Linked DNA regions of Mus musculus: region 1 is linked to region 2. The links are chromatin contacts, called in public Hi-C maps. All regions are on one chromosome and are shown on one strand. Each heading gives the region's core, a stretch centred on a gene start, on an enhancer-like site or on the middle of the called end of the contact. The rest is flanking DNA. Distances are from core to core; before and after follow the strand shown. Region 1 holds the start of Mtpn (myotrophin). Region 2 holds the start of Wasl (WASP like actin nucleation promoting factor).

What was found. A called contact is a pair of places that touch in the nucleus more often than the background predicts.
Region 1: a Hi-C map of rod photoreceptor shows a contact between it and region 2, with 15 times the contacts expected there. The contact joins the promoter of Mtpn here to the promoter of Wasl in region 2. A contact is called at or near these places in 1 of 39 promoter capture datasets (pre-B cells) and 1 of 484 Hi-C or Micro-C datasets (rod photoreceptor).

The regions. Positions count from the first base shown.
Region 1 is chr6:35,538,390-35,541,722 of GRCm38.p6, reverse strand. Mtpn (myotrophin) reads left to right here and starts at 1,835. Exons shown (of 4, transcript NM_008098.4): 1 at 1,835-2,184. The coding sequence starts at 2,113.
Region 2 is chr6:24,663,587-24,666,797 of GRCm38.p6, reverse strand. Wasl (WASP like actin nucleation promoting factor) reads left to right here and starts at 1,803. Exons shown (of 11, transcript NM_028459.2): 1 at 1,803-2,262. The coding sequence starts at 2,155.

The DNA.
Region 1 (3,333 bases), core at 586-3,085, about 11 Mb before region 2:
GTGTGTGAAGTCTTTATCTATTGCTGTTCAATGATAACAAATGTGTACTCACCAGACAGCATCATTTTGCTACAAAATTTTAAGAAAAAGGGTTAAACAACTTGCTGGTCAGAACACAAAACCAGCCAGAGTATGCCCAATACTTTAAAACTATTAAACTCCACCGTATGCTTCCAACCTCTGTATTTTGTGGTGCAGAAATAAATTAGTTTGGTTTATTTGTTTACCGAATAATGAATAATAGCCTATATACATAATAGTTCTAGTAGGAATTTTTTCTCAGTGTTCTTGGGTATATACATAAATTTGAATCATTAGGATTGTAAGATAGAATTCACCAGGTGGTTGAATTCTAAGATGTTTCAGCCAAATTCTAAGAACAAAACTGGCTTCAGAAAAACAGTTCTGTTTGCTACAAATCAAATAAAAAGTGAGTGCTTCTTAAACCACACAAATTTTTAATGATGCTACGCATGTTTGTTAGCGGTCATTTGTTGGTCAGGAAAAGCTCCTAGTTTTTAATTGCCATCACACACTTAAGTATTTTCCACCATAGAAAGTAAATGTACATAATTCACGTTGTTGAGTTGGCAAGATGGCTCAACCAGGAAAGATGCTTGTGACAAAGCCCGATGGTGACCTAAATTCAGTCACTAGGACCTACATAAGAGTACTCTCCCACAAGTTGTCCTCTGAGTTTACACGTATGCACACTCATGCCCACATCAGTGCATCTGTACACAAGCACGTACGTATGCAATTAAAAAGAAATAAACCTACTGACACCGTTGTCTCAACTACGTGTTGAAGATTTCCTTCTGAGAAAAAAAAAGTTTTATTCTTTCCTTTTTATTTCCTTCTGGTGGATGTCCCAAAGAAACTGCATGGTTGAGGAAAGGGAGAAGAAAGGCCAAGAGTGGTAGTGGGAGAGAGAGGAGAAAAGACCAAGGGAGAGAGCCCCACCCAGCCACTGATGTATGAGAATAGGAATAGAGTTTGATGCCTAAAGGTAAAACAAACCAGTAGGTCCCACACGTATGCACTCAACAGGAAGCGCTAAGTGGGTTCAGAGAGCTCAACACAAGACCCGAGCACTGCTGCAGAGATGGCTCAGAGGTTAAGAGCACTGGCTGCTCTCGCAGAGGAGCCCGGCTTGGTTCCCAGCATGGCCCATATGAAGGCTCACCGCTGTCTGTATCTCTAGCTCTCTCAGATTTTATGCTTCCTCTTGCCTCTTCGGGCACTCGCACACATTGGTTCACATAAATGTATATATTCTGTCAAAACTATCATACACGTAAATGAAAATTTGGTTTTTGGTTTTTTGTTTTTGGTTTTGTTTTAAGAAGAGAGGTCACATAAAGTTGTGAAGGAAAAGTAGTGGTGAAGTGGAGAAGGGATTCAGGAATGAATTTGTTCAAAACATACTATATGCATAGATGAAAGTCTCAATAAAAATGTTTTGAGAGTGGGTTGGTTTTTTGTTTTTCCTCTTTTACTAGTTTAAAGTGGGATAGTAAGAGAGAGAGAATCTAAACACATTATTATTATTATTATTATTATTATTATTATTATTATTATTATTAGTTATTTTTAGAATTATTAGAAAGTGAGCCCTGGAAACTAACGTTCCCCTCTGTCGTGGAACTGGAGTGTCCTACTCCCATCCAACACCTCCCCAGGTTCAGCCCCTGATTTTCCTGACCTCCAGGAACATTCTACTCAGCCTCACGGCCCCGCCCATTGGAACCACGCCTCTACTCTGCCTTGGCCGGCCAGGATAATGCGCCTGCGCAAAAGTGGCTCTCCTGAGGTAAGCAGTCGGGGCGGGGTCCCGAGCAGAGCTTTCTGGAGAGAGGAAGAGGAAGAGGAAGTGGGAGGCGGGCCCTAGCGGGGCGTGAACCGGAAGTGTAAGCGTCCTGCTTCTCCTCAGCTAGGCGGAACCTGCTCTGCTGGGCCCAACGGCTGCAGAAGAACTTTCTCCCGCCCGAACCGTAGCCGCGACCCGCAGTCTCGCCCGCTCAGCGGCCTGAGGCGCGTCGCTTTCTCGTGTCCCCTCGTCGGGCCTAATCGCCGCTCCTGCCCGGCCCGCCGGCCCACCCCGCTGCAGTCATGTGCGACAAGGAGTTCATGTGGGCCCTGAAAAACGGAGACTTGGATGAGGTGAAGGACTATGTGGCTAAGGTGAGCGGGGATGCGCGGCGCTGATGCTGCGCTGCGGCGGGGTGGGTGGTCGTGAAGCCCAGGGCGTGGGGGACACCGGGAGCTGGGCCAGCTTGGGAGACTCGTGGACGCCGCAGGGCCTGGATCTGGGTGGCTCCTCGGTGCCAGGTAACCGCTGTGTTGTTGCTAAGGCGGCTGTGGCCTGTCCCAGCCCCGCAGGTAACGGGCGCCTGGTTGTCTCCCTCGATCGGCACGGGCCGGCCCTCTAATACCCCGGGTACTGCAATCTTTGAATGAGGCATTTCTCCATCTTGGCCTCGCACCGGGTTCCTGAGAAGGAAACCCGAGCAGTTCGAATCGGGAACGATTTCCTGAACGTGCGGCCTGGTGGAGATGGGGAGGATTCAGAGGATCCGTCACCCGTGAAATGAGCTGCCCCAAAATAGCCATAGTTAAATTTCTGAAACTTGGTGTCACTTCGCTCTGAAAGTCTTTAACTTGGGTGTGGCCTTTTTCCTCTCCACCACCACCACATAATATGTGTATGTGTGTGTATCGTTTGCTTCGAGTGGTAAGGTTGCCATTTGGCATCTGGGGTGTTGGGAAATCGGAGTAGTTTTCAAAAAGCCTTTTAACTTGGGGTACTCCATTATTTCATCTGAAGTCCGCGCGCGTGTGTAGTAAATAGTACTGCAGTCTGATCACGCTATGTTTGGGATATGGTTAAGAAACCCAAATTCAAAACCATACTTGGAGGTACTTGGAAAGTTCTGACCTGGCCTGCCTTTGGGTCTTAAATTGCTCCTTTTGTAATTGTAAGGAGAACTTCTATAGTTTTATTATTATTATTATTATTATTATTATTATTTTCCGAAAGTAGAATTTTGTGACAACTGTGAACATCTTGGTCCTCTTCAAAAAGTGTGAGCCTGCGGTCAAGATTTTAAATCTTAAAAGGTGTGAGCGGTGGCATCCTGCCTCACAGGACTTGTTTTAGGAAACAGGCAGAAGCAGGTTGATTGGTTGGTTAGTTTGTTTGTTTTTAACTACAGGATTGTACAAGGATGATAGTTTTTTCTCCACTTGATGCCTTATAATTTAGACTTTTCACATGTATTTGATCTGCTTAGTTGATTGTAATGGATGTTTAAGGCAAGCTACCTTCTGACT
Region 2 (3,211 bases), core at 554-3,053:
TTGAAAAATCAGGCTTATATAAAATAGATGTAAAAATACATGCTTCAATACTTGATCCTCTAAGACAAAGATATACATAGCAGACCACTAGCAAAGATGGTGAAAAGGGAGACAGGCCGTGGGTACTCACTGTGTATCAGGTACACTAGCACATGGTTTTCTCTCTACATTTTTAAAGTAGGTCTAACTGTCCCAAGTTCCACTATACTACCTCCATGAAACAGTGATTTTATTTTACAGATGAGGAACCTGAGACAGAGAAGCAATTCCCGGATGTATTTAAACAACCGTCTAACTGGAACTTCAACCTTGAACCAACCGCAGCCTATGTTTTTGGATAAGGAAGTGTTCGAGTTTGAAAATGTCAGGGCTGAAACATTTCTCAAGAACTTGTGATGATCTTGGCTGTCACCATGCTTTCAGTTGATAAGAGGTGCATTTTTAACAAATCATAAACTGACTCATCTTCCAGGTTTCTTAGCCCCACGGTTCAAACATTTCTTGTACTTCAAATGGTGCCTTTCACAAACCTACTATTTTAAAAAGTTTTGCCACTTTTAAAGATTATCTTTTCCGTTAACATTAACATAATTTGAGATATCCATATACTATGTGAGAACTCCTAAGAGTATATTCGCACATCCTCTGTTGTAGGCTTGCTCTTCATCACCCAATTTCATTATGTGCATTATAGGCAGCTTTACAGCTTTGTTTTCAGTTCGTCGGTAATAGTTTATCAATGTATTGAGAGCTATCAGAAATTTACCAGAGTTTGTCATAAAAGTTGAATATGCAACTGTTTAATTAGAACTAGGTAATTAGCAAACATCGTTAGTACAACTTATGTGATACGTTGTATGATTAATGTTAATAGTAGGATGTACATTTTATAGAATTCGCTGTAATCTGGTTTATCATCTCTATATTCCAATTTTTTTAAATTAAAGCTTTTTAGTTTTCAACCAATGATTTTATACTAACCTTTAATATTATGAAACACAGTAATGAATTCTCATTATTTACTTCTGCTGGGAATATTGCTCAGCTGGCTGAGTATGCACCAGGCCCTAGGTCCCTGCACCTAGAATACAGAGCCATGAAATTAACTCGTAAGGAAAAAAGAGGTAAGGTGTATTCCTACACGACATTCCCAAACGCGTGCATTCATCCTGAATTAAAGAGACAAGGTGCTTCCAACTTGAGATAGAGAAAGATTGAGAGGGGTAGTTTCCAATTCACAAGGCAAGGAAAAAACTACACACACCTATCCCACGAGATCCGCCAGGCGGGTGGTGGACGCCTTTTGCGATTCTGTTTTTGACATCTCTGAAGATGTCTATCCTGATCTTAGCAATGTCCCTCCACGCCCCGTTGGCGGCCGGGACTAAGATCCAGAAACCCGAGGCACCTGCGGCTCTGACCGAAACTACGCCGGCCGACCTTTCTCTCCAGCTAAACTAGATCTCCCTGACAGGCGGCCTGAGAGTCTCGCTTCGATGCCTAACAAACACTGGCTACGCGGACCCGACGCTCCGCAAAGGTGGGCGCTGCTGCAAGGGGGCGTCCGGCTCGGCAGTCAGTGTAGGAGACCCGCCAGCCCTGCCTCGCTCTGAGTCTGCGCACGCGCGCGGTGGTCATTGGTGGGGGCGACTAGCCTGCAACAAGACCTCAACCGGGATGAGCCTTGCCGCTTCCGGAAGGGGCGGGGCCTGGGTAGGACACGCCCCGGCACGCAGCAACCGAGGGGGTGTCCCGCCTTGCCGAGTTTCCGGCGCTCTCCCCCGCGTCCCGCGTCCCGTGGTCTCGCCCGCCCCCGCTGCCATGTTGGATTGTGCGGCTGCCGCCGCCGCCGCTGCCGCCGCCGCCGCCAGAGGACTGGAGGAGTAGGGAGTTTAGCGCAGCCGCCGGAGTGCTAGGACAACGACCATCCAGCCGGAGCTGAGCAGGGCGGGAGCCCGGAGCTTCCCTGTCGGCGCGCGGCCCGAGGGCGCCCGCCGTCATCTCCTTCCCTCGGCCTCCGCGCGCCGGAGGAGCGACGACGGGATGCTGCGGCTGTGACCGCCGGCTCGCGCCCCTGTCACCCAGAGTGGGACCCGAGTGCTCGCCCGCCGCCAGAAGTGACGACCCTGGACGCTCCACCCCACCGGCGACACCATGAGCTCGGGCCAGCAGCCCCCGCGGAGGGTCACCAACGTGGGCTCCCTGCTGCTCACCCCGCAAGAGAACGAGTCTCTCTTCTCCTTCCTCGGCAAGAAATGTGTGGTCAGTAGCCGAGACCCCCCTGTCGCCACCCCCCAACGTCTACTGGCGGGTTCGGGCTGGGGGGGAACGGGACTCAAGGGTAGGAGGGAGAAGGGGGGCAGGCTCGGCACGGCTGGGGTGCTGCTGCGGGCCAGGCCTCCAGCCTCCCGGGCCCTGGGGCTCCCCTCACCCAGCTCTCCGGGTGCAGGCCTGCCCGGCCCGGAGCCACCTCCCCCAGCTGCTGGAGAACAAGGGAGTGTCACCTCCATAGGCCTGCCCAGTAGCCCAGGTCCGCCGGGCCGGGCCGGGTCCGTGCCCTTGCTGCAGGTTCAAACTTTACTCTAGACCACAAGGGGATTTTGTTCGTGCATCAGCAGCTTAAGATCTCAGGACAGGATCCCAGCATTGGCCCTTGCTTCACTTCCCACTTCTGGATCTGGGTTATCTTCTTTAACAATGCTAGAGGTTTTAGGAATGAATAGATGGGGAAAGAAGCGAATTGGATTTTCGGTCCGCCTTAAGGATTCCGGGAGAGAATAAAGTGCAGTGCAGGTTCATGGACACTTAGGATCAGAGCAAGGGCAGGAAATGCGCCTGCTCCCAATTGCAAAAAACAAAAACAAAAAAACAAAAACGGGGTTTATTTCTCCAGCAGAAACTAGGCCTAGTTTCTGCTCTCCGCCCCACTGTGGGTTTTTCTTTTCCTCCCTGGCGTTGTGGGGTGGGGTGTAGGGTGCTGTTCGCTCCCAAGCCATGCGTAGGGAAGCGACAGTTTCTAATAGCTCACGGCCTTTGGGATCAAAAGTGGTTCTGAGTTTGGTGCTGTGAGGAGGCCCATTCCAACCCCAGATGGCGGATTGGGAGCAAGCAGTTCTGTGGGAAGGGGAATGGGTGTTATTGACGGAAGCATTCATTACGTTGGCTGCAGGCCTTTCTGGGGTGGGGAGGTTCTCTGGGTGAAGGCCTTATC